Regions from separate parts of the Mus musculus genome. Here regions 1, 2, 3 and 4 are each linked to region 5. Evidence: chromatin contacts called from public HiChIP or PLAC-seq, Micro-C and promoter capture Hi-C data. All regions are on one chromosome and are shown on one strand. Each heading gives the region's core, a stretch centred on a gene start, on an enhancer-like site or on the middle of the called end of the contact. The rest is flanking DNA. Distances are from core to core; before and after follow the strand shown. Region 1 holds the start of Gne (glucosamine (UDP-N-acetyl)-2-epimerase/N-acetylmannosamine kinase). Region 2 overlaps Rnf38 (ring finger protein 38). Region 3 holds the start of Dcaf10 (DDB1 and CUL4 associated factor 10). Region 4 holds the start of Rnf38 (ring finger protein 38). Region 5 holds the start of Zcchc7 (zinc finger, CCHC domain containing 7).

What was found. Promoter capture Hi-C pulls out the DNA fragments that hold promoters and counts their contacts. A called contact is a pair of places that touch in the nucleus more often than the background predicts. HiChIP or PLAC-seq counts read pairs in DNA pulled down with a chosen protein or histone mark. Capture Hi-C pulls out chosen DNA fragments and counts their contacts.
Region 1: a promoter capture Hi-C map of hippocampal neurons shows a contact between it and region 5, with 2.3 times the contacts expected there. The contact joins the promoter of Gne here to the promoter of Zcchc7 in region 5. A contact is called at or near these places in 3 of 39 promoter capture datasets (the HPC-7 cell line, HPC-7-derived erythroid cells, embryonic stem cells and 1 more) and 2 of 115 datasets of contacts at active chromatin or transcription factors (astrocytes and bone marrow-derived macrophages).
Region 2: a contact with region 5 is called in an H3K27ac HiChIP or PLAC-seq map of extraembryonic endoderm stem cells, with 4 times the contacts expected there. The contact joins the enhancer-like site here to the promoter of Zcchc7 in region 5. A contact is called at or near these places in 7 of 39 promoter capture datasets (the 3T3-L1 cell line, 3T3-L1-derived adipocytes, the HPC-7 cell line and 4 more), 3 of 484 Hi-C or Micro-C datasets (CD4 T cells, Th1 cells and embryonic stem cells) and 4 of 115 datasets of contacts at active chromatin or transcription factors (astrocytes, embryonic stem cells, extraembryonic endoderm stem cells and 1 more).
Region 3: a contact with region 5 is called in a promoter capture Hi-C map of liver, with 3 times the contacts expected there. The contact joins the promoter of Dcaf10 here to the promoter of Zcchc7 in region 5. A contact is called at or near these places in 2 of 39 promoter capture datasets (erythroid cells and neutrophils), 1 of 484 Hi-C or Micro-C datasets (embryonic stem cells), 1 of 115 datasets of contacts at active chromatin or transcription factors (regulatory T cells) and 2 of 9 other capture datasets (adipose tissue and liver).
Region 4: a contact with region 5 is called in a Micro-C map of embryonic stem cells, with 4 times the contacts expected there. The contact joins the promoter of Rnf38 here to the promoter of Zcchc7 in region 5. A contact is called at or near these places in 1 of 39 promoter capture datasets (cranial neural crest), 5 of 484 Hi-C or Micro-C datasets (CD4 T cells, LSK cells, embryonic stem cells and 1 more) and 3 of 115 datasets of contacts at active chromatin or transcription factors (astrocytes, memory CD8 T cells and neural progenitor cells).

Annotation. Positions count from the first base shown.
Region 1 is chr4:44,068,783-44,074,002 of GRCm38.p6, reverse strand. It overlaps Gne (glucosamine (UDP-N-acetyl)-2-epimerase/N-acetylmannosamine kinase), which reads left to right and starts at 1,286. Exons shown (of 12, transcript NM_001190414.2): 1 at 1,286-1,641.
Region 2 is chr4:44,159,140-44,164,749 of GRCm38.p6, reverse strand. The region is part of intron 2 of Rnf38 (ring finger protein 38); the gene reads left to right. Among named protein-coding and RNA genes, the nearest start is that of Mir5106, 59 kb to the left of the region's middle. Within about 2 kb of position 3,234, at least 30 of the 459 cell types and tissues checked have an H3K27ac peak or open chromatin away from gene starts, as enhancers often do. A contact at or near this core is called in extraembryonic endoderm stem cells and memory CD8 T cells, where this site is marked.
Region 3 is chr4:45,338,140-45,343,662 of GRCm38.p6, reverse strand. Dcaf10 (DDB1 and CUL4 associated factor 10) reads right to left here and starts at 1,562. Exons shown (of 7, transcript NM_153167.2): 1 at 936-1,562. The coding sequence starts at 1,495. It also overlaps the pseudogene Gm12585.
Region 4 is chr4:44,230,675-44,236,130 of GRCm38.p6, reverse strand. Rnf38 (ring finger protein 38) reads left to right here and starts at 2,226. Exons shown (of 12, transcript NM_001379580.1): 1 at 2,226-2,588. The coding sequence starts at 2,324.
Region 5 is chr4:44,754,609-44,760,349 of GRCm38.p6, reverse strand. Zcchc7 (zinc finger, CCHC domain containing 7) reads right to left here and starts at 3,791. Exons shown (of 9, transcript NM_138590.4): 1 at 3,658-3,791.

The DNA of each region.
Region 1 (5,220 bases), core at 37-2,536, 680 kb after region 5:
AAAAAAAAACAACCTAAAAAAGTAGATCTGAAAGTTTCACTTGTGACTTTTTGTTGTTGTTTGAGACACAGGTGCAGCTGTGCTGTTCAGAATACTGTCTAGCTTCTCATTCTCTTGCACCTAGCTGTGGGAAATGTCACCCATGTCAGGAGGTTCACCACGATCTCTAACTTCAGCTCCAGGGTATCTGTTACCCTCTTCTGGACTTTGACATGTGCACTCTAATGTGTACACATCCTCTGCCCCACCCCCCTACCCCATATACATGATAAAAATAAGCTAAAATAAAATCTTAAAAACAAAACAAAACCAACCTTCATCAGGAGCTAGCAGCACAGGCCGCTCCCCACCTTCCTGGGTCTTGGATCTGCAATTAGTCTAGCAGATATTCTTGAGATGTCTGTGTACCTCAATCTATCAGACTATTGAAACTATGGCCTCAAAAAACCCTGAAATTTTCCCCAAGAATCTCATACTCAGAGAAGGAAAAGACCGAATGCTGGTGCTGAAAAGAGACTTCACACGGGACTGACAATTTGTGACTGCCACTTTGCTGGGGAAGTTAGAGTCCAGACAGTGACAGGTGGGCTACAGCTTGCCCTGGACCTCTTAGATGTGCACATCTCGAACTCTATATATTTTAACCTAAAATCTGAGGTCCCAAAATGGATCCAGGGGATATGTCTTTGGATATCTTTGTCCCTCTTCCCAACATGGCCACATTGAATTAACCTCCGTTTTTTTGCTTTTTTTTTTTTTTTTTACTAGTAACTCTGTTCTCATTAACTTATGGAGAACAGGTGACAGAATTTGGCTTCAAGGGGAAAAACTGTGAGGCCCAAATTTGGTAATAGAATTGCCTAGATCCCTGGAGTGACAGATAACTCAGAGCTGACTAGCATGTGTATTGTCACGCTGCACTCAGCCAGAGCCTCGTGGCAGGGGTGGCAAAGCTTAAATTCCAGGGTGCACTCTAGGACTACCGACACTGAGTTGCCTTGGAGTTTGGTCCACGAGATGGCACTCAGCTTGGGTGCAAAGCTAAAACAACCATCTCGTGGGAGAACTCGGGCTTAACTGTGGGCTCTGCCAGAGGAGAGAACACCCTCAGGCGAGAATAAGGGTCAGCAAACCGAGTGGATGCCACTACCAGAGGCGACACGACAGCGGAAGGTGCGCCACACGACTGACCAACAGAAATACGCCAAGGAGGGGCTGGGACCCGGTGCAGGCGGAGCCGGAGCGATCGACCGTTCGGCGCTCCGCGGGAGCCGGGGTGTGCGTTGCGAATGCAGGAGCAATGGCTGGGGCTGGGTCGAGCGCCGAGTCGTCGAGCGGCGCCGGGTAGCGGAAGCCACCGGGTGCGCTTGCCGGGGCCTGCCCTGTGGACCCGCTGGACGCGAGCCTGCCAAGTGCCGAGGTGGCGCCGGAGGGAACTAACCCGGCGGAGGCCACGAGTCAGTCGGTGACTCACGAGCATCGTGCCAGGCTCCGGCACCTCTGCTGCAGCTGTGGGCCTCGCGCTGGGCGTCCGGGTTCTACGCAGCAGGGCGCCTCTCCCGCCCGGTGCGTTGCTCCGGCGTGGGATCCCGGAGCTGTCAGACTCAGCGTGCGGGTGAATGGGGACCGGGGCTTGCAGAGGTAGGCCTGGCCAGGGTCCAGCCCATCCGTGCACGCAGCAGGCGGCACGGCCCTGGGTCCCTGGGCAGAGACGTGAGATAGCTGCGGGGGCCCAGCACTGCCTAGGTGGGGAGAGGGTTTGCACCGAGGGACTTCTTGGAGGCTTGCCCAACTCTGACTGTCTGGACACTCGGTGTCCTTGGAAATTTGATAGACGTTTATATCCGTCCTTGAACAGGCTTGTAAAATTGTTAGAGGAAAGAATAGATCGGCTTTGCACCTCGATAGGAGGGGTGTGGCGGCGGGGAATGGTTTCACAGTAAAGATAATGGTTTAGCCCGACTGTAGGGGCTCTGGAAGGAACATCAAACTGAATTATTATAGCTGGGCAGCAGGGTTCTGAGAACTCTGTACAGCCCTTCCCTTTTTATTGCGGTGAGTTCCATCCGCTCTGAGTGAAAGAAAGGAGTGTCTCAAGTTCTCCGGAAAGGTTTGCACCCGTGGATGTTTGTGGAATATACACACAAGGTAGAGGGTGTGTGCGGCAGTGACCTGCGTGTAGGAAGGTCATCTAGACTTGGCTTTGAATTGAAGTTCTATCAGTCATTAACTAACTGTGATTTAGATCAAGTGGATTTTTTTTTCTACACCTCAGTGTCCCTGTCTGTATAGTAGAGAAAATGAGGATGGAATAACGTGTCTAACGCCGTGTTAGCCCACTGCTGGAGGAAGCACTTAGCAAACGTTTACTTTACTGTTGTTTCTCTGCTGGTGACTGCTTGCACAAGTGTGCTTATACTTTCTCGTGGTTGGGACATTCACTTATCCTTTTGCAGCATTTATAAAAGCACAATTGAGTTGAATGTAGTTTGTGAGCATTGCCATTTCTCGGAGCCAGGGAGATTGCTGCTGCTGCTGCTGCTGCTGCTGCTGGTGTAACGCTTCAAACTTGACTTGAGTTTGGGTGCTCCAAACCCAGTAAAACCGGTCCTATAATTCGAGCAGCTGTAATAACAGCAATCCGGAAGCCTTGGGTTTTTTTGTTTTTTGTTTTTGTTTTGTTTTGTTTGTTTTTGTTTTTGTTTTTAGAGAGCCTGTCTCCAACAAGGTGAAAGAAACGTAGGGGAGAGCTGGTGAGGTTGTTCTGTGTGTGAGACAGGCATAGAATTGATAGATGACTCAAAGGCAGAGAAAGTGAAGTAAAAAGCTCTATTGAAGCAAGCTGACAGCTCCTGGTGGGATGGGATGGGCCCCCGGACTTGGAAGTTCTGGCAGGTGGACTCTGGGTTGGGCATTTTATAAGACCCCATTTCCCTAATTGTCTGGTCCTCCGGCCCAAGGGTGGCCTTTCCTTTCTGCTTGTTTTTGTTTGTTTGGGTGTTTGCTGTTGTGTTCCTGTCACTCATACCAGATCTTACAGAAGCGTGCCCCTGTGCTCCTTGTCTGTCTGAACCCCATTCCTGACTCTCCAGTGGCCTGATGCTGGAACTTGCCCTCTGGCCTCCGCTTTTACCCATGCAGCCAGCCATTTCACTGGCTCCCGTGTTATTCGTTTGCATTTTGCAATGTTTGGGACCTCAGACTTTTGTATGGGGATACACAGTATCCACTGGCAAATATAGATACAGTTGATCAATTTTCATTTTTGGTTAACATTCCACTAGGTAAAGAAGCAAGTTTTATCTTGCTTTGCCTTGTGCTTTATGAAACCTAAATTTCCTTCAAATGGTTTAAGTCCACTTTGTCACATTCCGCATCTGATAGTGACCGTGAAGATGCTGCTCACTATCTGCACCATAAAATGTGTCTTTAGTTGTTCAAGTCTTTAATCCCTGCACTCAGGAAGCAGAGGCAGGCAGATCACAGTGAGTTTGAGGCCAGCATGGTCTGTGGGAAAAAAAAAAATCCCAGGACAGCTAAGACTATGTAGAGAGACCCTGTCTCAAAAAATACAAAACAAAACAAAAGTCCCTTTAGGACTATTTCACGCAGAACAGATAACAATTTGGTCAAGTTTCTGATTTTTGTTGCTCCTGTTTGTGAAAGCACAATGGTTGGGGTCTGTGTGTCTTAGGCCCTCTTCCCCAGTGTCAGTTCCTAAGTCAAGAGTCTCCGTGCCTGTCTCCGTTTTCTGTGCAGAGCCCCACGCAGCCGAAGACTCAGGAAGTACTGTTCACTCAGGATTTCGCTTCCATGGCTCTCATAGCCCTTCACTTATCATAAAACTGATATTGTACCTTTGGTTTGATATTTCCATTGCCTTTAAATTTTTCAATGTTCCTATTTAATTCAGAAACATAATATTTAAAAAATAAAGAATGTAGCAACAGTTTGTAAAATGTTTTCAATTGCATAATATACATTACACACACATATATATTTATAAATAAATATGTATATATAGGAAGATGGTGCATTCCTGTAATTCCTGCATTCTGGAGGCTTAGACGAGAGGATTGTCGAGTTGGGTTGTTATGTAATGAGTGTCAGGCTAGGCCAGCCAGGGAGGGCTACAAAGAACTCAAAAAGCAAAACAAAACAGAAGAACAAAACCAAAAACCCATAAATAAGCCCAAATAACAAATGGTGAGGATAAGGAGAGGAGAGAAAATGGAAAAGAAAAGAAAGTAAAGGGAACCAAACTGGTGCTGCGAGCCACTAGGAAGAGCCGCGTGGCTGACAGGAGCTACTAGGAAGAGCCACGTGGCTGAGAGCTCAGCTGGCACACTCTGTTCTTAGGTGTGTGGTGACTTCTTCATCTGCTTATTTATTTACTGGAACATGGTCTTTCTACAGGACTCTGGCTGGCCTGGAACTTGCATGTAGACCAGGCTGGTCTGGAACTCCTAGAGATCTGCCTGCCTCTGCCTCCTAAGTGCTGGGATTAAAGGTGTGCCACACCATATCTAGTTTGAAATAATTAGTTGTGTGTGTATATTTTTATTTTGTAAATGTTTTTATTCTCTCAGACATTACATTCCAGGGGCAGTTTTCCCTTCCTCTTCCCCCAGATCCACCCTCTTCTCCCTCTGAAATAACTAGTTTTTAAAATTCAAGAAATACTCCTCTTAGCGGGGAGGAGGTATGGGATGTGGAGTGGTCTGGGAGGGGTATAAAGTCTGAACTGTAAAAAAAGGATTAAATAATAAAAATAAATATTTTTTAAAAAGAGAAGTACTTCTCCTTAAAAGGTTCTAAGATTTATTTATTTTCCTAAAAAGCTTTGACTTAAAAAAATTAAAAAGGACACTTGTGTTTTTATAGTTTATACCGCTGACTTACTTGGGTTAGTTAGAACAGTTCAGCATAACCCGGCAAACACAAACCACCAGCAGAGAGAAAGTTCATTGTTGTGTAAAATAAATAGAAACCGACCAGCTGCCAATCATTTGCTTTGCCTCACCCAGTGAATTAAACGTCACCAACAGTTCAGTCAGCCCACAGTTGGTCAGCGGAGGGAGGATTCTGTGCAAGAGCACTTAAGACAGCTGATATGGAAGAATAGTTTTGTTTTTAAAGCGAGAGGAGTGCTTTGGCCTCTTTGCAGGATACTCATTTGGCAATGGAGCCTTTCATTGGGCAGAATCGGCCTTTACTGGT
Region 2 (5,610 bases), core at 1,985-4,484, 600 kb after region 5:
ACTACAACTGTGTTGGAACATTTACGGGTTTACAGGATTTTGACCTCTTTTGCTGCAGAGCACATATTTTAGATTCAATGGCTTTGTGATTTTGCTTTTTATCGACCAATTTATTACATTTATTTCCAATTTGGTGGGACTGGGGAACCACTGTGTTAAATTAAGTCAGACAAATATCACATGCTTTCTCTGATGAGAGACAAGGAACAAAGAGTGGGGGACATGTAAGACAGGAAGGCGGGCATAAAGGATAACATACATGTATAGAAGAAATGTCACAATTGATTATATCAATTTATAATAAAGAAATTTGTTGACAGGATTTCAGAAAAATCCACCAAGGAATAAAAAGTGATTAAGCAAAGAAATTACTGATAAAAATTGTAAATTTAAACATTTACATTTATCTTATGTGTTTGCCTCACCTGTGCCAGGGGTACATGTGGATCCTAGGGATTGAAGTCAGGTTTCAGGCAACATAATTTGTAAAAAGTACATTATTGAGTACTATCCTGGAAGTTGTGGTGTACATCCTTAATACCTAGGAGTCTGAGGCAGGATGCTTGGGAGTTTAAGGTCATCCTCTGTCTTAAAAACAGACAAAAAAGCTGGCACAGAAGACTGTTAAATCTCTCCATTTTTATGAAAAAAAAAAAAACAAAAACTGAATATAGTAGAAAGCTGCCATTAGAAACCATTTTAGAAGGAACAGTGTTTCCTTAAATCCTATTAGCACAATAGTGCAACTGTGCTAATCTCTAAGACAAGGATTAAATTGTTATTGATGTTATTAGCTGCCCAAAGTATCATAAACTACTAATGCCCTGATGCTTGAAAGGCATATGTAAACGTTAGTCTTACTTTCCAGCTACACCGGGTGAGTTTGCCATCTAGTTACCTGTAAACAAACACTAAAAAAGAAGTTAAGAGGTTGCAGATTTCCTCTCGGCTGTGCTGCTGTGGCAGTTAGAAGCTGCATCCTGAGCTAGGCTGCAGTTACCAAGTATCCCTAGTGCTCAACATTTGCAGGCTAGAGACTCACACAGTGTATCAGCTTAGGAGTGTGGTAAAACCTTAGCCTAATCAAGGAAGAATCAGTGAAATTATGCCTAACAGTTTTTTACAAGGTAACAAGTTTATTTTTAATTAACTGGAAGCATGCTTACATTTTGAATTACAGACTAATGGTGGTCAAACTAAGTGGTAAAGAACAGTGTTACTTTTAAAACTGTTTAAACTCCAAGGTGAACTAAGATTTAAGGTCCTCCTTGGTCTTTCTGAAGTGCATGCCTTTTTAATCAGTTCAATTAAACCTGTACAGTGTGTGCAGATCAGAGAGACTGTCCTGGTTTGCTTCCTGTTGGTGTGACAAACAGTTACCAAAAGCAACCTCGGGAAAAAGAGTTTATGTCACTTATATATAGCTCAGAATCCATCCTAAAGGGAAGTTAGGCCAGGAGCAGAAGTAGAGACTGTGGTACTTACACTGCTTAGACTGTCTTGCCCAACCTGCTTTCTAATGCAGTCCAGGACCACTTGCCCAGGGATGGCCTGCTTGCTCCATGGGCCTGGCCCTTCCACATCAGTCATTAATCAAGAAAATGCCTTATAGGTAGGTGTAGGTGTAGGTGTGTGTGCATGTGTGTGTTTATATAATTTGTTTTATTTATTTGAAATGGGGTCTCGCTGTGTAGCTCTGACTAGGCCTGGAACTCACTATGTAGATGGAGCATGCTAGTCTTGAACACTAAGAGATCTTCCTACTGGGAATAAAAGTGTGTGCCACCATGCCCTGCCTATATGCCAGTTTGAGGGTACATTTTAAATTTTCTCTACTGAGATTCCCTCCCTAGATGAGACCAGGAGCTTGTATCAGGTTGACAGAACTAATCAACACAGGGTTCAGTTCATCTCCTGACATGAAATTAGCCATTATCAGTTGAGATTTTGTTTCAATTTTTAAAAAAATTGTGGGGAGGGGGTTCTGAGAATTCAAATGCAAGGGCTTGTGCATGCTAGATAAGTGCCCTACCATTGAGTGATATCCAAGCCCTATAAAAATATCTTAGTTTATGCTTCCGTAAGGAAAGTTTGAGTCCCGAACATTTCATTTTAGTTGTGTAAATTTAGATGTAGTATGTTACATTAGCTTTCTGTTGTATTTATCTGATTACCTGGAATTTAAACAACCACCTATTATCTTAAAATTTATGTGTGGTGCAGGACTTAAATCCCAGCTTCTGCGAGGCAGAGACAAACAGATCTCTTGAGTTCCAAGGCCAGCCTAAGTTATATATATAGTAAGACCCTCGTCAAGAAAACCAACCAGCCAAAAACCTTGTATGAGAAGCTCTGGTATAAGCTATTGGGTCTTCTGCTCATATCTTTCTTACCTGGCCGGAGTTCACACTCTTTCCTTGGTTGTTTTCTTTTAAAATCATTGGTTGACAGATTATGGTAACTGCTCTGGCCTGGTGCCTAGGGCCGCTGTCCCCAGTTCCCTGCTCTGTGGCTCCCTTTTCTCACCTGACAGCGCTGTACCTTAGTTTGGAAGGCTGATAGCTTCTCAAGAAAGGCTCAGTTGTGTTTTTTAGGACTGCCTCTGATTAAGTCAGGTTCTCCTAGGGTGCTCTCTCCTGATTAACTTAGATCAGCTGTTGGAATCTTGATCCCCCTGAGATGCATTCCTACTTTGCTCCCCCTCCCCCACATCAGTGGGATCTGCTCCAAGTATAATAAGGGAGGATTATACACAAATGATGAGAGTTTATGGTGACATGTTATATAGGAAGTCAGCTTATCATATATTCCACACAAATAAATCTATGAACTTACCGTGAGGGTCAGTGCTAGCTTCAGTCAAGCCCAGTGGTGATGCATTATAGATACGGTAGGACTTGAATATAATTTCTTCCACCATATTATTTGTCTTTAGAGATAAATGGAGTTTCTGACAGAAGAAAACTATTGTGGATAGAAAAGATATACTTAAAAGCTCCTAGTGTGACAAGAGCCAAGGGTGCCAGGGGTTTGTTGTTTGTTTTTACTTGTGATGATGGAACATTTTCCAAAGGATCAAAGAGTGAAGAATAAAGCGGACTCTGATTTCTGTTCTGCTAGCCAGGTGCTTGTACTTGAGATTTGTAAAACCGACCACGATTGTTGATGGTAAATGACTTGCTTAAAACACAGACGGGGCCAGAGAGAGCGCTCAGCAGTTAAGAACACTGGCTGCATCTAATCAGTTCAGGGTAGACCACGCCCTCTCTGGCCTCCAGGGGCACCTGGCGCACATGTGGTGCACGATACAAAGAATCCATTTACTTTAAAAAGTGAAAATCACTACAGGTTTCACTTATGTGAACATAAAAAACCGCCCAAGAGAATTGCAGGTAGAGTACTAATTAGAAGAAGGAACAGCTCATTTGGAGAGAGGTTTTTGTGACATTCCTTGCTGAATGAAGATCAAGAATGGCAAATATACGTCTTATCTCTTTTGGGTTGGTTTTATTGTTTTGAGAAAGGACTTACTATGTGAGGCTGGCCTAGAGTTCTTAGCAGTCCTCTGCTTAGGAGGGCTCTGGTCAGAGGCACAAGCCACTTGCACGGCTGTGCTGTGCTGGGAATCAAATCTACCTTTTATTTTCTTATTAATTCAGTTATGTTCCAGTATTTCCTGCTTTATAGTGCGTGAATATCATACTGTTGGTTGCTTGCATCCATTCTGTCCTCCCCTTTTCACGCTTATTTAATAGGGTGGCACACATTTAAACCATGACATGTGGAGGTCATAAGACAAACTTTGGGGAGTAAATTCTCTTTCTCTACCCACTATGTGGGTTTCAGGAATCTAATCCAGGCCATCAGAGTTGGTGGCAAGCCCTTTTACCTACTGAGCCATCTTGTTGACCGTCGCTTTTTAATTAAAATAAGGTCTTTGGGATTTTTATTTTTTAATCCTTATAGCTTAGTTCCTTAACATGTATATATCTCTTAGCTTTTAGAAAACAGTAAATATTCTTCACTGTTCTTCACATACTCATAAGTGTAAAGAGTGCACATTATGTTTGCAATACAGAGATAAACTATAGTTTATATCCAAAATATACTGTGTAGTAAACTAACAAATATTCCTCTTTATTAACCTCTGAGGGGTGGTAGTAGGTCTTTGGCAGTATTTTTGTTCTTACCATGTTTATGAGGTTTATGCCACATTGACAACAAAGTTACAGATGGGTCAGAGATGATCAAAGCATGGCAGTACTACAGCATTCACTTTATGATGTCCTTAAATTCCTCTCTAGCATCTCTTTTACTATCTGCCATTCTGAGAGCTGTGTTTTCTTTTTTTTTTTTTAAGATTTATTTATTATTATATGTAAGTACACCGTAGCTGTCTTCAGACACACCAGAAGAGGGAGTCAGATCTTGTTATGGATGGTTGTGAGCCACCACGTGGTTGCTGAGATTTGAACTCTGGACCTTCGGAAGAGCAGTCGGGTGCTCTTACCCACTGAGCCATCTCACCAGCCCCGAGCTGTGTTTTCTTACTCTCCTGCTCCCGTCCGGCTCTCAGAGCAGAGCACTCCGTGTCAGTGTCATCAGAAACTTACTTAACAGCGATTGATTTGGTTCTTTTTCTTTCCTTTCCACCTTCCCCTCCTTTTTTTGCTAGCATATGCCTGTTAGAAGGTAGGAAACCACGCCCTTTTTTTGTTTAGTGCCTGTTACCAAGGAGACCCTTAGATCTAAGACTGAGGGAAAAAACTGTAAAAGCACACGGTGTTAAGCACGTTTTATTTTATCTTATTTTTTTTGTATGTGTGAGCATAAACAAGTCTTTAAACTTGGAGTCCCCAAGGAAAATTTCACTGTCACAACATAGTGAAGAGTGTTGTTCATGGTTTTAAATTGCTACAGACTTACACAAATGTAAGGAGATTTAAACTACAGTCCAGATTTTTACGTTACAGTTGTTTACTTTCAGACTTAGGAGTTTGTCTTCATTTCCTTAGCAGAGCCTTTAGTTTTGTGTTGTTTCCTTTATTTGGCCTTTTGTTACTGTTTGAGGATTTTCATTTGCTTTTCTTTTTTTTTTTTTTTTTTTTAAATCTTGAGACAAGATCATGATTTCTAGCCCAGGTTAGCTTAGAACTTGGGATGTTCTTGCCTCAGCCTCCCTAGTACTGAATAGATGTAGCTAAAGTTTATTGGATAGACTGGACAGGCCATCCTCAGTTAAACGTAACATTTGTACATGAAGTACACACAGTCTTTCAGCTGATAGTATAGAACTTTTACCATAAGTATTGTCAAGTCTTTTTTCACCAAGGTCACTAAAAGTACATTGAGAAAAAAATACAGTGTAGGTAAACATTCATCACTCCACTTAAGTGTTTTACCTCAGGTCTTAGCCTGAAGTCTGGTCTTTAGAGGTTACTATTCCTAGGTATTTGGGGAACAGGGACTTGAGCTCCCCAAGCTGTGATATTTTTTATCTCAAACCTTTTTGTATGAGAAGCTCCATTGCTAGAGACCGTTCGTGCAGCCTGTATTTTGTGTTTAAAGTTCCTCTTGCCCTGCCCCGTCTGCTGACAGAACTATCACACT
Region 3 (5,523 bases), core at 313-2,812, 590 kb before region 5:
GGTGACTTTGGTCTTACCTCATGTATTCTTCTGTTTAGGTCTGTCTAATTAACAGAGGTATACTATGTATATTAAATTTTCCCTTATGGTGATAAATGTGCTGTTTTCTCCCAGAAGTGTCAAACACTGCTGTATTTTAAATCTAATACTTGTTTAATCTTTATGTAAATACCCATGAAAGATTCCAAATAGAGCTGAGTCCTCATCATTATGATTTAACTTAGTCGCTTCCCCCCCTTCAAGCCTATTTTCTTCTCCTTTTAATATAGTTTACCGGTTGTTTTATAATGTTTTAATATATATGTAGTCTTGATATATTGTGATAAGAATGTTATTATGTCATCTTACCGTGGAGCCACAAGCAGTATTTTAAACTTGTTGTTAAACTTGTGCACTCACAAGACAGAGTACTACTAAATTTCCCTGGGGTAGTCTGAAAATTCCCTATGGCTTGAAGTAAACCAAGAGCAATCATCTTAGCAGTCTAAGCATGCAGTCTATCCCACAAAATGGCCCAAACCCTGAGAAGCGGATTTCTGCAGTCTTAGTGTCTTTCTAAAGCCTTCATTTGTCTCCTTCGTGGCAGGATCTGGCACACGGTCCAAAGAGTCTGCAAGTTTTCTACCTTTCACATAAATTCAGATCAGAACAAAGCCAACTGAGGATCACAGGAAAACGACGAGCATTTCTTTAAAGCCTATTTGTTTTGGTGTACCAGAACGCCCTAGTTGTGTACTGGCTCCGACTGACCTGAAGCGACGGCTTAAAAGTAGTTCTCTTTCCCCGAGCCTCCAGGACCCCGAAGGGAAGCACTGGGCCTGCCTATCCCAACAGGCCAGGCCAGGGCTCATAGGTGACAAAGTACCGGGGGGCACGAAGGCCAGCGGCTGCGGCCAGCCTGAGCGGAGGGAGCCCGCTGGGGTGTAGGAGCTTACCCGTCCGGAGAGTACTCGAGGTTGAAGACAGCACCGTGGGTGCGGGTGCTGAGGTACACCGAGTCTGCGGGATGGATGGACCCATACAGGTTAGTCATCGTGCGGAAATTGTCCCGAGCCGGGTCCACGAACAGCCCGCGACCGAGGCTTCGCTCTCTCAGCCACCCGAACAGTCTGGCCCCGGGGCCGCCCAGGCCTGCGCCGAGGCCCTGCCGGCTCCGCCCGCCCGCCCTCCAGTCCGGCCTCGAGCGTCTGCGCGGCGAGGAGGAGGGTGACAGCTTTGCCTGCGACGCCGACGCGGTGGCGGCGGACAACTCCAGAGCTCCGGGAGCCGCGAACTCTCCGGCGCGCTCGGCTGGGGACACCGCGGGGCCGCCCGGGAGGCGAGGGCTCCCGGCGACCGGCGGGGGAGAGGCCGCGTCAGCTCCTCGCTGCGGAGACGCCGGTCGCGGAGCTGGAGAGGGCGGTCTGGAAGCTGCCGCCGGCCCTCCGAGAGGCGGCGGCTCCTCGGCTCCAGCCGTCTCGTCCCCGCCCGGGCTGTGGGGCCCGAAGGGAAACATGACCAACGCCCCCGCCCCCTATTCCGGGCCGCTGTCCCGCCGCCCGACAACTCAGCGCTCCCGCTCCAGCCGCCACTTCCGGGTGTCGCGCCCTAAAGCCGCCGGCTGGGAAACCCGCGCCGCCGCTAGGCTGCCCTCTGCCGGGGACGTAAAAGCAGGGACACCACCGCCGGGTGCGCCACAACCTAGGAGGACTGTGAAGTCAGGATCCACGAGCCCTGTGTGTGCAATGTAGGGCACACAGAACCCGACTACAACCAGCAGAGAGTCGGCCCTCAGCTGTCAGGGAGCACTGGCTGGCTGTGTGCCGGACCAGTCCTACCAGACTGGGTCGGATTATCTACTGTTGTCCTTACACTGAAATGGAGCAGCAAGAGGGGCTGGGGGAGGGGACGGTGATTACTGTATTATATGTAGGTCACACAGTAAAGCTCTTGGCACACTGCCTACTTACTCAGCCTAGAACTCTATAAAGATTCAAGAGCAGTCGAATTTAAAAAGCATTGGACTGTACAGGGCCTAGACTAAAGGAATCTATTGATGTCATACATATCTGCCCAAATCTTGGTTGCTGCACAGTAAGGGAAATCTTTATCAGGGTTAGAGCCTTCTTCTCTTCCCCGCAAAAAGAACATACGTGCAGCTAGGAGTAAATGAGGGGAGCTAGAGATCAATCAATTCAAATCCACAAAGCCAGAGCCCACTGTCCGTCATACTCATACTACATCTGCCAAGCACTGCCCGGGCCTTGACGATATTCCCCTGTCTCCGCCCCTGCTGCCCCTGATGATATTCCCCTGTCTCCGCTCCTGCTGCCCCTGACGATATTCCTCTCTGCTCCAGCTGCTGAGTACCTCTTTTCAGGGAACTCATTAACAGGGAATAGAGGTTTCCAGTGCAGGGAAGTTTAGTCCTCAAAAAGGATAGCCCGAGGTAAAAGGAAAGGCAGATAGATAACAAACAAAACAAAATAAACCCCAACCAATTCTGTAGGTCTGTAGCGTTGTAGGGAGTTTACGTTTTAGTGACTGTGATATAAACCTGGAGGATGTGCCAACCCGTGAAGACAGACCTGGAAGATGTCTGCAGAAAGGGACTTAGATATTCAATGGTTGAACTTTAGACAGAAAATCAAGAAATCATCATTCGGTCTGAATTGGCTCCACATAATCAGATTTCACAGTGCAGGGCATTCCCCATGAAAAGCATACTAAGGTCCCAAAGGCATTGAAGAGCTGTTCACTGGGCTGAGGATGTGGTTCAGCGGTGGAACGTTTATCTAACGTGTGTGAAGCCCTAACTTCAACCCCTAGTACCGTAGAAAAGAAGAAGAAAAAACTAACCATGTTCACTGACAATTTAGAGAATCTAAGGAAAGAAAATTGGAATAAACAAGAGTTTATAAGTTTACATGTTCTCTGTTCATGTCATAATGACTCTCAAAAAGTTAAATTGTGAATAAGCTCAAGGCAATGGTGGTTATAGCACAGAATAAGTAAGTTAGTAATATGTGGTTTTAAAAATGCTTGTATTTAATATGTGAATATTCATTTATTCCAGATATTTTTACTGAAACCTAAAATAAGAGCATATTACATTAAAACTATGACCCTAGGGCTGGAGAGATGGCTCAGAGGTTAAGAGCACTGACTGCTCTTCCAGAGGACCAGGGTTCAATTCCCAACAACCACACGGTGGCTTCACAACCATCTATAATGGGATCTGATGCTCTCTTGTGGTGTGTGTCTGAAGACAGCGACAGTGTACTTGTATAAATAAAAATCAAACTTAAAAAAAAAAAAGACCATGATTCTATAATATCAGTAAAAATAAAACCTGAGAGAGCACTAAAAATCGCACTCAAATTCAGCTGTGCCTCTTCCTGTTGGCATGCTGCCTTTAGGGGCCAGAGAGATGGCTTAGCGGCTAAGAGCACTGACAGAGGACCTTTGAGAGTTTGTACACAGCAGGCGGTGGTGGCGCACGCCTTTAATCCCAGCACTTGGGAGGCAGAGGCAGGCAGATTTCTGAGTTTGAAGCCAGCCTGGTCTACAGAGTGAGTTCCAGGACAGCCAGGGCTGTACAGAGAAACCCTGTCTCAAAACTAACAAACAAAAAAAGACAAAGAGAGTTTATACACAACCACGTTAATAAGGAATTAACTTCAAGTCAATCTACATTGACCCATTTATATATACTAATACCATTTAGAAAGCTTAAGAATTTTCAACTTTAGTAACCAAAATTAAGTCACATTTAAAACATCATTGGAAGTCTTTGGCCTTATGGCCTTTTGTTTTGTTTTGTTTTTATTTATTTATTTATTTTTTAATTTTATTTTCCTTATGGTCTTTTTGAGTCACAAAGGAAGTAAATAATCAAAAAGGTTTTCCGAACTCTGTCCCCAAGTCTCAGTTATTATCACATGTCTCTGGACATTCAAGACCTAGTTCATCAAACAGGTGGGGAACAATTTTTTTCTCTACCCAATAACTAGATGTTTTGTGTTTTTTAATTGTTATGCAACTGATTTCTTCTAATGCAACACAGCTGGAATGATAATAGACACTGGCCTCTCCTGCCAGTCTCTTATGCTTTCGGAGCAGTAAGTTAGTTCTCGATCTGTTTAGTATCATTGTTTCTGAAGGACTAGAGAGATGTCTCCGTTAAGAGCACTTGCTCTTGCAGAAGATCTAGATTCAGTTCACAACCATCTGTAATTCCAGTTTCAGGGGGTCTGACACCCTCTTCTAACCTCAAGGGTACCAAGTATACACATGCATGCAGACAAAGCGCGCGCGCGCACACACACACACACACATTTTTAAAAGTCTTCTTGCTTATCCTAGCTTCAAAAATCCTATTTATTTTCAGGCTGTAAGGGTGGCTCAATACTTAAAAGCATTTCCTGTTCTTACACAGGACCCGGGTTCAGTGTCCACAATCCACATGGTGGCCCACGCCTGCAGTAACTCCATTTCCAGAGTATCTAATGCCTTCTTCTAGCCTCTGAGGACTCCTGTATGCATGAAATGAGGGAGGGAGGGAGATGGATGGATAATCTCTCAGCCAAGAACAAAGATTTCCTTCCTGTCCTGGCTGCCAGTGAAGAGCAGTAGCCATGGTCCCGAGCTACCCCATGGCTGTGGGCCATAACGTGACAGTGAATGTCAGCAAGCCGAGACACAGTAGGTGCCACAGGCGCCTCATCAAGCTCACCAAGTTCGTGCAGGACATGCTCTGGGAGATGTGGGGCTTTGCGACCTACAAGTGGCGCGCCATGGAGTTGCTCAGTGTCCAAGGTCAAGCGTGCACTCAAGCTCATCAAGAAGAGGGTGGGCACACATCTGTGCCAAGAGAAAGCAGGAGGAGCTGAGCAACATGCTGGCAGGCATGAGGAAGGCAGTGGCCCAGAAGGACTGATGCACCTTCCCCCAGTAAACAATCGTTCGGTAAAACAACAACAATAATAACAACAAAAATAGAGACGGCATCATACTTGAAGAGCTTGCTTTCCAGGCGACAGTAACAGAGCTCACAGGCTACCCCTCTGTCCCCAGTGAAGCCCAAACAAGACACAGTATTTGTGAAAGTAATAGTTTATATTTATCCAAGTGTAGTGGCTCATACTGAAGCAGGAGGTTCCCTGAGAGTTTGAGTCTGCCTAGGCTACACCATGAATTCCAAGCCATCCTGAGCTACACCGAGCGAGCAGAGGTCCTAAAAATTCAATTCCCAACAACCACATGAAGGCTCACAACCATCTGTACAGCTACAGTGTACTCATATACATAAAATAAATAAATAAATCTTTTAAAAAAGTCTTATTAAAACCAATGTACACTTTCTCTCTGGGTACCAGCAAGCCAAGCTGAATCCTAAGAAATAAGCCCTTGACTTTCAGGCTCATGACCTCATTCAGGGGTTATAAAGAACCACAGACAATGTTTATGCCCTAAGTAAAAAGATTTCTTAAAGACTTATTTTATTTATTTATTTTATGTACGTGAGTACACTGTAGCTGTATA
Region 4 (5,456 bases), core at 977-3,476, 520 kb after region 5:
CTCATTTCTTCCTGGTCTCAAGGCATCCTTTGATGGGTTCTTTGGGCTGACTAGACTACACTGCTAGTCTGTTCTTTCTCTTTAGGGTGGTCACTTAAGACATTTGCTCTAGCTTGGAGCTGTAAGAGATGACTCTGGGGTGTTGACTGTGGGGATAAAAAGAGACTAACCTGGCTGGGTGGTGGTGGCTCACGCCTTTAAGTCACAGCACTCAGGATACAGAGGCAGACAGATGAGTTCAAGGCCAGCCTGGTCTACAGCCTGAGTTCCAGGTCAGCCAGGGCTACACAGAGGAAACCCTGTTTTGAAAAACAAACAAAACAACAATAACAACAAAAACAGGGTAAACAATGCTCAAGATGGCTGCGATTCATGAAAGGGACGATGCCTCTGGACAGTAGTTTACAGATGTTCTTCAGTGGCCTTATTAGGATGGAGGCCCTGGCCTGAAAATACATTATCTGACTCTCCTGTGACAAGAAACTCAGGGATGAAATGCAGGAAAATTTAGGTCCTTTGGTCAAAGATAATCTCACTGTGTTTCAGTACAGCTTCCCCGAGCTGTCCTTCTTGGTGAACTACTCATCCTTAAGATCTTTTTTATTTTATTTTATTTTATTTTGGTTTTTCGAGACAGGGTTTCTCTGTATAGCCCTGGCTGTCCTGGAGCTCATTTTGTAGACCAGGCTGGCCTCGAACTCAGAAATCCGCCTGCCTCTGCCTCCTGAGTGCTGGGATTAAAGGCGTGTGCCACCACGTCCGGCTCTTAAGATCTTTAAAAGGTTTGTTGTTGTTGTGTGTGTGTGTGTGTGGTTTTTTTTTGTTTTGTTTTGTTTTTGTTTTTTGAGATAGGTTCTGTGTAGCTCAGAAATTTGACTACAAATATCTCAAGTGACCAAGAATGATCTTCTCTGATGCAATTATCATCCATAACTTCTAAGACTCTCTGACCTCCAAGGAGATTGCAAGCTCTCTGAAGGCCTGGACAATATCGTTATTATCGTCGTAGCTTCATTTCTGAGCACCGCTAATGACCGGATAGATGAAAGACAATGCATCATCTAGTGTCAACTGCGGACTTGGAAATGTCTGTTGCCAAAGATCGTCTGCTTTGCCCTCCCAGTCTTTCTTTGCATGGTGCAGGGAAAAAGCTGAGGCTAATTTTTATTAAAACAATCTAGCCAGCAGCTTAGCTGCACCCTTACCCACATGCCTGTACTTAGAGACTCTACTCAGCACATGGTTGGGTTTATTTTGCTCTTCCATGGATAACGCCGAGAGCCAGAGAATGATGGGAAGATAATCGGTTCAGCCGCCAACATCGCATTTGAGAAAAGAGGGCAGACCGGGGGGAGGGGGAATGATGGTGTTTTGAATCCTCAGAAATCTTCCCCAAATAATAGGAAAGCCTTCAGTACAGCTCCGAATGTTTCCTCACTTCGAAGCCTCTTCCTCTTCTGAGATTAGGCCCAGTTGCCTGGACGGCTTCCTGTCAGGGCTTTCCCGACAAGGGTATTTAAAGTGAGAAAGAGGAAGAGAAAGTCGGAGACAGGGGCGAGGACCACCGCTGAGTCGGACTGGCTTCTGCTGGGAATTCAAGATGGGTCTCCAGGACTCAGGGAAGGGCGCTCGTTCATCTCCAACTCTTGCGTCTCCGCCTCTGCGGTTCTCTAGGGCTCCGCGGAGACTGATCTATCACCAATCAGCCTCAGAAGCGAAGAGAGAGTTTCTTTCCTAAGTGTCTCAAAAGCACAAACTTTGAGGAGACAACCGGGAGGGAGGACCGACGTGCAGGGGGCAGAGGCAGGAAGCAAGCAGGCAGGCAGGCGCAGGGAAGGCAGAGGAACGCCCGGCAGGCTGAGGCTAACCGGGGCGGACCGGGGTACACTCCCCAGCGCAGACACCGCCCGAGGCAGCAGAGCGGCAGGGCCTGCGCAGCGGTCGGCCTGGCCTCCGAGGCCCGCGGCCGCGCCCCGGAGGCGGGCCGGGGGCGGGGCAGCACCGGGCTGGGGCGCAGATGCCGAGAGCTTTGGCCCGGGCCTCCCCGCTTGGGCGGGCCGCGGCTGCTGAGGATCCCCCTAGACGCCGCCCGGGAGCCACGGCCCGGAGCCCAGCGCTCATTGGCGGCGCGGCGCGGTCTCCCCGCCCCCCGGCGTCCCCGCCCCCTCCGCCGCCGCCGCCGCCGCGGCTCGGCTCCGCCTCCTGGCCCGCCGGGAGCCGCCTCCGTCGCCGCCACAGCCTCCTTCGCCGCCGGTCCGGGCCCAGCCAGCGCCCGCCGCGCCGGAGTCGAGTCGCAGTCCGAGCCGCTGCCCGCGGCCCCGCCATGAGCGGAAGCGCCGCCGCCGCGGTCGCGGTCGCCGCCGCCGCCGCCGCCTCAGCCGCCGCCGCCGCGCACTTCCAGCCTCGGTCGTCGTCTCCCAGGCCGGGGCCCGCCGAGCTCGGGCCCCCCCGCCGCCCGCGCCCCCCGCCGCCCCCGCCGCCGCCCCGGCCCGAGCCCATCACCGCCGGCCGCCTTAGCCCTCCGGGCCACGGGCCTCTTCGGAGCGGGGCGCAGGGTGTCGGTGCCTGCGGCAGAGCGCCCGGAGCAGGTACGGGGTCTGCCGGCGAGGCGGGGCGGGGCGGGGCGGGCTGTGCGGGGAGGGGTGAGGGTCAGTCCGGGGCAAGGGGTCCCGCGGAGAGGGAGGAGCCTTGCCCGCCACAGCTTTGTCCAGCCCGGGAGACCCCGGGAGCCCTGCTCCTCCGCCGGGCAGAGCGCCTCACAAAGCGTTTTCGCACCCGCTGGGCAGCCCCTTCCTGCGGGGTGGGCAGGGCAGGACCTCGTGAGGAATCGGCTCTGCCGGGGAGGAAACTGAGGCTTACCGGGGGAAGTGACTTGCCCAAGGTCACAAAGCCAGCTAGAGTCGTGTCTTGGCTGAGAACCAGGGCCACCCTGGAGCTGGCGCGGGCCGTCAGCCGAGGGGGCTGGGAGGAGGAGGCAGAGTCCCCAGCCCCTGAGTCTGGAGTGGTAGGAAGAAGGGGGTTGGGGCCTGCGCCCTGGCACACCCACCAGGGTAGCTAACCTATGCTAAGCTGACCAGGACAGGTAGGAAGGAGAAACAGGAGCTGCCTCGGGAGCTTAGTGCCCTGGGGAGCCGATTTTGGGAGCTGGAGCGAGCAGGACTCCTGCCGGGGGCGGGGAGGGGGATGTGCTCCGAGAGGGTTTTATTGAGGTAGTGGAGTAGAGCTTTGGAAACTTGACTCGGGGACCGTTTGGCCCTCTCCAGGTCAGCCTTCTCACTACTGCATAGGCTAAGCCAGCCCAGCGGGAATGAAAGGGAAGGAGGCCTGTTTATACAGTGTCTTTTTCCAGGAAATTGCCCGAGTTTTGTTTATGCCCGGAACAGAAATACATAACTGGTCCTGGTAAAAGCATGCATGCGACAGAAGGCCATCCGAGCCTTTTCTAGATGGTCTGGACTTAACACACTTGGAGAATTCTCTGAGGAAGAGCAGCTGTCCTAGAAGGGGGAAGGAAGTTGGGAGGGTTAGGACAACTCACCCTCCTGCCTGCTTTACAATTCAGGAGGAATCCATTCTTACTTGGGGTGATTAGGCGAGTTGCTTTTACTCTGCGTGCATCTTAGAAAAGGCGAGGGGATAATAATTATTTCCAGAGGAGAAAGCAATGGAAGGATAGCAGGCAATGAGGAAAGATCAGTAGAAGCTGTGGAATGGGGAAAAAGAGAGGGTATGTAGTTATTGTGGGGGAAGGGAGATAAAGGGATTGCTGAAGGGGAGGGAGGAGAGCAGATAGCTTAGAGAAAAAGACTGGGATGCTTCCAAAAGGCAAGCAAAGCAAATAGGGTAAGTTTGAAGTGAGCCTCTTCAAGCTGAGCGCTGTCTACAATATAGAGTTTTCCTATGGGTCTGACATAATTTTGTGTGTGGTTTTTTTTTTTTTTTTTTTTTTTGGTTTTGTTTTGGTAAGGACAGTTGTAATATGTTATAGACTCATGCTGCCCTTAACTTCACCTACTTTCTTCATTCTCATCCCTAAGGATACAGACCCTAGAGTGCCTAAGGTATTGTCTTGAAAGTAAGGCTTGACAAAAGAAGGAAGAGAAAGACTAATTAGCAAGTGAATTAATTAAGGCCTTTTCTCCAGATTGATTCCTTAAAGTCAGCTGTTTCTTTACTGTCCTGCACTGTACCTGAGCTTTCTGTCTTGGGTGCTGTTGGAAGGCTGCTTTGGGGTTGTGGTCCCAGCACTAGGAAGACTGAGGGATTAAGAGTTTCAGGCCAGCTGGTCACCGCAGCAAGTGGGAAGCCTGGTCAATTTAGGAAAAATCCTAGGATTTTGTTACAGATTTGCATGTGTGTATGTGTGTGTGTGTGTGTGTGTGTGTGTGTATGTATGTATGTATGTATGTGTTTAAAGATTTATTTATTTATCTATTTATCTACTTATTTGTGTGTTTTCAAGATAGGGTTTTTCTAAGCCTTCCCTAGCTGTCCTGGACTTGCATTGTAGACTAGGCTGGCATCGAACTCACAGATCCACCTACCTCTGCCTCCTGAGTGGAAGGACTAAAAAGACTTGTGCTGCCACACCTGGTTAATAGGTTTATTTTGCATGTGTGAGCGTTTTGTCTGCAGGTGTTTATGTATGTGCATCACATGAAGGCCAGATTAGAGTGTCAGAAACTCTGGAAGTCCAGTTACAGGCTGTTGTGAGCCTTCATTTGGGTGCTAGGGTCTGAGCCTCGGCCCTTTTCAAGTGTAGCCAGTGATCATAACTGCTGAGCCTCAAAATCCTGTTTTGAAATGTAATAGAAGGGAGAGTGCTTGTCTAGTACCTTTCAGGCCCTGGGTTTTATTCCTAATAGTACAAACAAACTGTGACTATAAGAAACACATTTAGCATGTATTTCCACCTATATGTATATGTGTGTGTGTGTGTGTGTGTGTGTGTATGAACATTTATTTGTCAAAGACTTGTAATCAGACAAATGTAAATTGAACAGCAATATATGCTATTTCATTCCTGTCAGCCAGGCAGAACTTAAATGTTCTGGTGAGCATTAGTAAGATTGTAGAGAAATAATAAACTTCTGTTGCTTTGTTGTTGTGCTAAGGGTAGGACCCAGCCTCCTATATGCTAAGCAAGTCCTCTGTCACAGAACTATAGCTCTAGCCCTGTGGGAGATGGGAAATACTTTTAAAAACAGGGCCCCACTGTGTAGTCTTGGCTGTCCTGGAACTTGCTATGTAGACCAAGTTGGCCTTGAACTCACAGAGATGCACCTTCCCTAATTCCTGACTTGACTGCTAGGATTAATAAACTGTACTTTTATATACTGTTAATGGGAACGGAACTGTGTGCAACCACCTTGGAGAGTAGTAGTAGTGTAACAAATAGCTAGTTAAAAGCTGGTTGACGTACCTATCTATCTAAAATGGGTAAAGACAATAATAAA
Region 5 (5,741 bases), core at 2,542-5,041:
GAATAATTTCTCAGTTGTCTTTATTCCAAAACACTAACCAAAAATCTACACAGTAGAGGTTTCAATTATCTACCAATGGAATGCTGATCAAAATAACAGTTCTGAGGAAAGGAAATCACGCTTGTCTAAACACCAGGAGCACCCTAGACAAAAGTAACAGTGCCAACTTACTCTTCCTTCCACTTTCAGCTTTACAAATACAATTAAGAAACAATCTTTGTTTTCCTAGGTTTGCGTTTCTGCCAGAACTTCAAGGTGTTTTGTCTGTTTTGTTAAGAGAACCAGCAGACTCCAGGAATCTAAGAGCCAAAAAAGTATACACTCAAGCTAGAGTTTGGGTGTTGTTTTCCAGAAATAAATGACTTCTGGTGTAATTCCAGATGGAAGCAAGAAGATACAGAGTTCCAGACTATCCTTAGCTACACAGTAAATTCCAAGGTCAGTCTGAGCTAGAAGATACTATTTCAAAATAAACCAAAACAGAACAAAACACAATTAATTTCTTTTTCCTTTAAAGGCTATAATGTACTTGCTCCCTCCATGTGATCTTTCAAGTTATTTTCAAGTTCTATGCTGTTATTGTCATTCCAGAGGAATGTGGCTGTCTGAATAATAATGCTCATGACATTTATCGGTTTATATTGAAATGTTAGCCTCAGAGGACTTCAAATGAAAGATGAATTCTTTCCTTTTTTTATTTAATAGGTAAATTAATTCTAAAAGAAGTCAAGGAATTATGCTTCCTTCAAAATCCTCAGTGGACCCATCCAGAGGATCCAGTGTGGACTTAAGATAAAACCTAATTCCAGGGCAGACAGGAAAAAAAAAAAAAAAATGAAAGAGCTAAATTACAGAGTTACAAATTTGTACCACTCTTGGAGCCATCCCAAAGGAAAGGGATTAAGAATAGAGCCATAGGCACACCTGTGAATATATGCCAAAAATAAACTACAGAGCCATAATAAAAACGGACTTCTTTGGGTCTAAGGATTTATCTCTTCCCATGAAAGGTAGAAAAATGAATTTAACAATTTAACCCCTATGGCAGTTAAGAGGATTTTGTTCCTTCTGTACTTGAAAACTGTGTTCTGGCATAACATACGCTTTTATATTTATATAGCTCATATATGCCAAAGTTAAGGTTTGCCTCAAGCTGTTTTGGTTTGTTACAACGTTAATTTCAATCAAATTCACTTAATTTTTAAAAAGTATACTCAAGGATGAGTATGAATCTGCATGTGTATCTGCATGTGCACACACACGCTTTTTGACGCAGAAGGCTTTCTCAGCTTTTTACTGAGCATACTTAACCAGCTAACACATGTTTCTGACAAACATTTACATCTAAAAAGTACCTGCTGGATTGTTTTCACAAAACTCCCTTTAGAAACATTTGAAGAAACAGGTCCAAAGACACAAGGAGGCCTCCCTAAGGCTGGACACTTGGTTAAGAACTCGGCTAGCATGATTTACATGTTCCTGATCTAAGCTAATCATCACTACAAATACTGCTATATGTGTACTGGCTAAACACCTACATTTATCTGACATATACATTAACTTTCCACAGGGAATACAAACCTGAAACAGACATTTTAATTAAAAGGAGTAGTAGACATTTAAACTTACAAATTTACTATTTAAGAACCTAACTGGTACTTAAACTTTATCAAAGTTCTGTGTGGTAGGGCACAGGGACACACAATAATCCTAGCATTTGGTCAGAAGTTCCTGTCTTAACCCCTAGAACCCATCCCCAAAGAGTAAATAAACAAAAGATGTTATCAAAGCACAGCAACTCAGAAGACTGATCACATTTTAAAATCTAAAATATCAGAAGTGGAAAAGAAGCTTATCTAAAGAAAGAATATAAAACCACTCACTGTGGTTTTTTTTTTTTGGGGGGGGGGGACAGTCATTGAATTTCTTTAAACTAACAAAGGTTAATTAGGTTTCCAGAATTTACCAAGACTTAAAAGCCAATATTCCCCCTTAAAAGATTACCTACTAGTCATTCTAGACGCTTTGCTCTTAATTTTCTTTCAAAGTATTTCCAGCTTAGAGCTTCTTTCTGGGTGCTATAGGTCATCTGAGGTAGATTTAAATCCCAAATTTGGTCTTATTCATTTGATGGTGCTGGGGACTATATCCAGGGGCCTGGACATGCTAAGCCAGTGTTCTACCTGGGGCTGGACCCCACCTTGAGGGCTGAATTTTTAAATCCACAGTTGTCAATGGATAAAATGACTAATAGTTTATTCTCCACTTAGGTTTATAACTTACAAGAATCTCAGTGTGCTACTGAGATTCAGTGAAGGCAGAAACAAAACCAATTACAAAAGTTAAAATGTCTGCCCCTTTTTCAAATGTTACTGTCACTTCCAATCAAAGGAGGTAAGGAATCCAAATGGGACCATCAAAGAGAGAAACAATGGGCTTGTCTCCATGTCAGAAATGCATGCTAAATTTACTGATGTTAACTTCTAACTACTCTTTGGACTCTGCTGGAAACAGTGCTTCTCCTATTTGTCCCATGCACTGTTAATCGTGTAGTTTTCATACAATTTTCACTTCCAATTCTTCCCTCAGATCATTCCCCATCCTCTGACTAAATGACAATAATTAACTGTCCCTAAAGCACAACACCGTCTTAAATACACACGCTGCAATTTAAGGTCTAAATGTTCAACACCAAGTCGAGAGCTTTTGAAGGGAGCCTAGTCATTAAATTAAGGGTGATTTTATACTTGGGAAAAACAGGCTCAGGAAAAAAATTATCCAATGGGCTAAAAAAGGCCCTTAAAAGTTTCCTTCTGCCGGGCGTGGTGGCTCACCCCTTTAATCCCAGCACTCTGGAGGCAGAGGTAGGCGAATTTCTGAGTTCGAGGCCAGCCTGGTCTACAAAGTGAGTTCCAGGACAGCCAAGACTATACAGAGAAACCCTGTCTCAAAAAAAAAAAAAAAAAAAAAAAAAAAAAGTTTCCTTCATTCAACCCTGAGACTTGAAATCACAGTAAACTCGACCTAAAGGTATTCTGAGCGTCGGCAGCTAATCAGTGATGGCTGGAACTGGGGGCTGCCAACTCCCAACCTCGATTTCCCCACAGTAAAATTGACTACAACTGTCTGCTGTTAGGGTGTGCGGGCGCGGGGGCAGAGGATCATCTTAGGATACCCTGGTTTTATATAAGGAATGGGGCATAGTTCCCAGATTCTTTGTGTCTACTCGTGAAGCGGCTACTTGACAGCACCAGCTTAAGGTGGCCCCCGACTGGACGCATCCTTGAGGGCCAGGTTCCCCTCAGCGAAGGGAGACCTCCACATTTCGGGACTGGCCCACCTCCCCAGGACGGGTGAACCGTGGGAGGCGGTGGAGTAACGCCGACAGAGAAGACGTGCCCGTCAAGGCCATCGCCGCCCAGCCTTGCCCAAGCCCTGGTCTCGGGCCGCCAAACCCCAGCCCGGTCACTGAGCCGCGTGGGGCGGCACGGAGCTGAGAGGCCATTTGCTGCGCTGCACTGCGCTGAGCCCCGAAGGACCGGGAGGGGAAGGCCAGAGAGGGGCACGCATTAGTTCCACAGCTCCGCGGGCGAGGCGGAGAGGGGAAGGGGTCCCCCGGCCGCGGGACAGCTCGGGGTCCGTCACACACATACTCACTGCCGCGGCCGCGACCAGGAAGCACCAACCAGGAACCGAAACGCGTAGAGGAACGGGGAGGGGCGAGGACAAATGAGGTAAGGAAGCCGCGTCCGCGCGGACTCCAGGGAGGAGAAGGTACTTCCGGGGAAAACAGAGCTCTTGGGAGCTGTCCTTCCGCCCAACCCGCGAGTCCTCCGAGCGCATGCGTAACGCTTATTAACCCTTTGTTTTCTCCGCCTATAAACTTTGTGTTTGGTTTTGTTCTTTTTTTCTTCATCCTTCCTTTCGAAAAGAAATCTCGGCTGAAAAAATTATGGTGCATATTTTTATCTTATGAGTTATACTAAATAGAAGCTACTTGAAGGGCAAAAGTAAGTGCGAGTTCACTTACTCCCGTGTTGGAAAGAAAACTACAATTCCCATGATACCTTGGTCCGGTCGGCAGGGGCTGTCTCTTTTCTAGCTCTGGGTGACGCCCTCGTAGTAACACGTGGCGCAGAGCAAATCGGCCCCTTTTCCGGGTGGAGGTCAGAGTTAGTAGGGGATTTAGGGTTAGTAGGTGACTTCGGAGAGGGACCTTGATAATGCCAGCGCGGGAAGAGGCATTTTTGAGAGTGTCTGGTTTGGGTTTTGGTTTTTCCGCTAGTGGGAATAGTGACCGCACGGCTTTTCTCACCTTAGGTTGTAAAGTGCACTCGGAGGTGCTTCCGCCTTGTTAACTGTTTGTGAACCGTGAAGAGCTGCACTCCTGCAACACGGAGTAAATGCTGTTCTTTCTGGTACTAGGAGACGGTGTTCACGGCCTCCAGCATTGGTTCCCTTGGTCACACCTTTAAGAAAAAACAAAAAAACAAAAAAACTTTAATTATGAGGTTGGACGTGTAACCCAGTTGGTAAAGTGCTTGCTTACCGCATAGAAGGCCCTGGGTTCATTTTTAAGTTCCACCACATAAGCAGCCTAGTACAGAGGAGGTGGAAAAAGGAAAATAAGGAATTCAAGTTCATCCTTAGCAACGTGGAGCAGTCAAAGATAGCCTGAGCTACTTAAGACCTTGTCACAGTCAAACACAAACAAACATAAGTTCATCTAAGCAACTTTACAAATACCGAATTAGGTACTGACAACATCCCTGATAGATGAGTTTGATTTTAAATCTTTTTGCCAACATTTATTGAACATATTAGAGCCAAGCTGTCAGCCTTCTACGTTATTAGAAAACTAAGCTTATATTTACTTAAACTAAATTATAGGGGGGTTGGGGGAAGAGTTTCAGGAAAATGTCAGGCTGTTCTAGAAAGTCCAGATAAAGTAGAAGAATTTTAAGGTCTTGTTACAGTATTAGGAGTTTGAAAATAATTACAAAATTCGATTAGCATTATGGTTATGTGCTAGGAAAGAAAGGGACAAGACACTATAAAAAGGCAAAATTGAAAAACCTATTTGGGGGATAGAAAAAGTGGTATAGAAGTAGGTCACATGTTTGGACAGTTCAGGGAATATGTGCCAAAGGAATGCTGTGTGTGTGTTTGTGTGTGTGTATGTGTGTATTAAAAGACTGAATTTTTAATCAAGGGCCATAATAACTCCTCTTAGTATATTGTTAGCTTACAGGTGATTTCACTAGACTCCTCCCAGGGACCGAGCAAGGGATTAGAGGACCTATAAAAGGACTGCTGGCCACCCGGCTCTCTGTGTGTTCCATAATCTCATATGTCCTCTCCTTTTTCTTTTTTCCCCTCCCCCCTCTCTGTTTTCAGAGTTCCCTCTCCCCCGTCTGTCCTCAGAGGTCCCCCTACCTCTTGCCCTCGTGGCCCCTGCCTGCCTCTATACCCTTTCCTACCCTGTCCCAGGTCCTCAGTCCTCTCCCTTCCCCCAGGAAACCTCTTTTATACCAGATCTGTTGCATGGCATAATTACTCAGGAATATGCCTTGGCATGAGCTAAGTACCCACCAGGTACCCCCATTCATAACAATATTGTTTTGCTGCCCCTTTTGCTAGTTTTTTAGGTTTTACTACAGAGCTTAGTCCAGCCTTAAACTCAAGTACTGGGATTGCAAGTTGGTGCAACCTAACCTAACCTTAAAAACCTAACTTTTTTT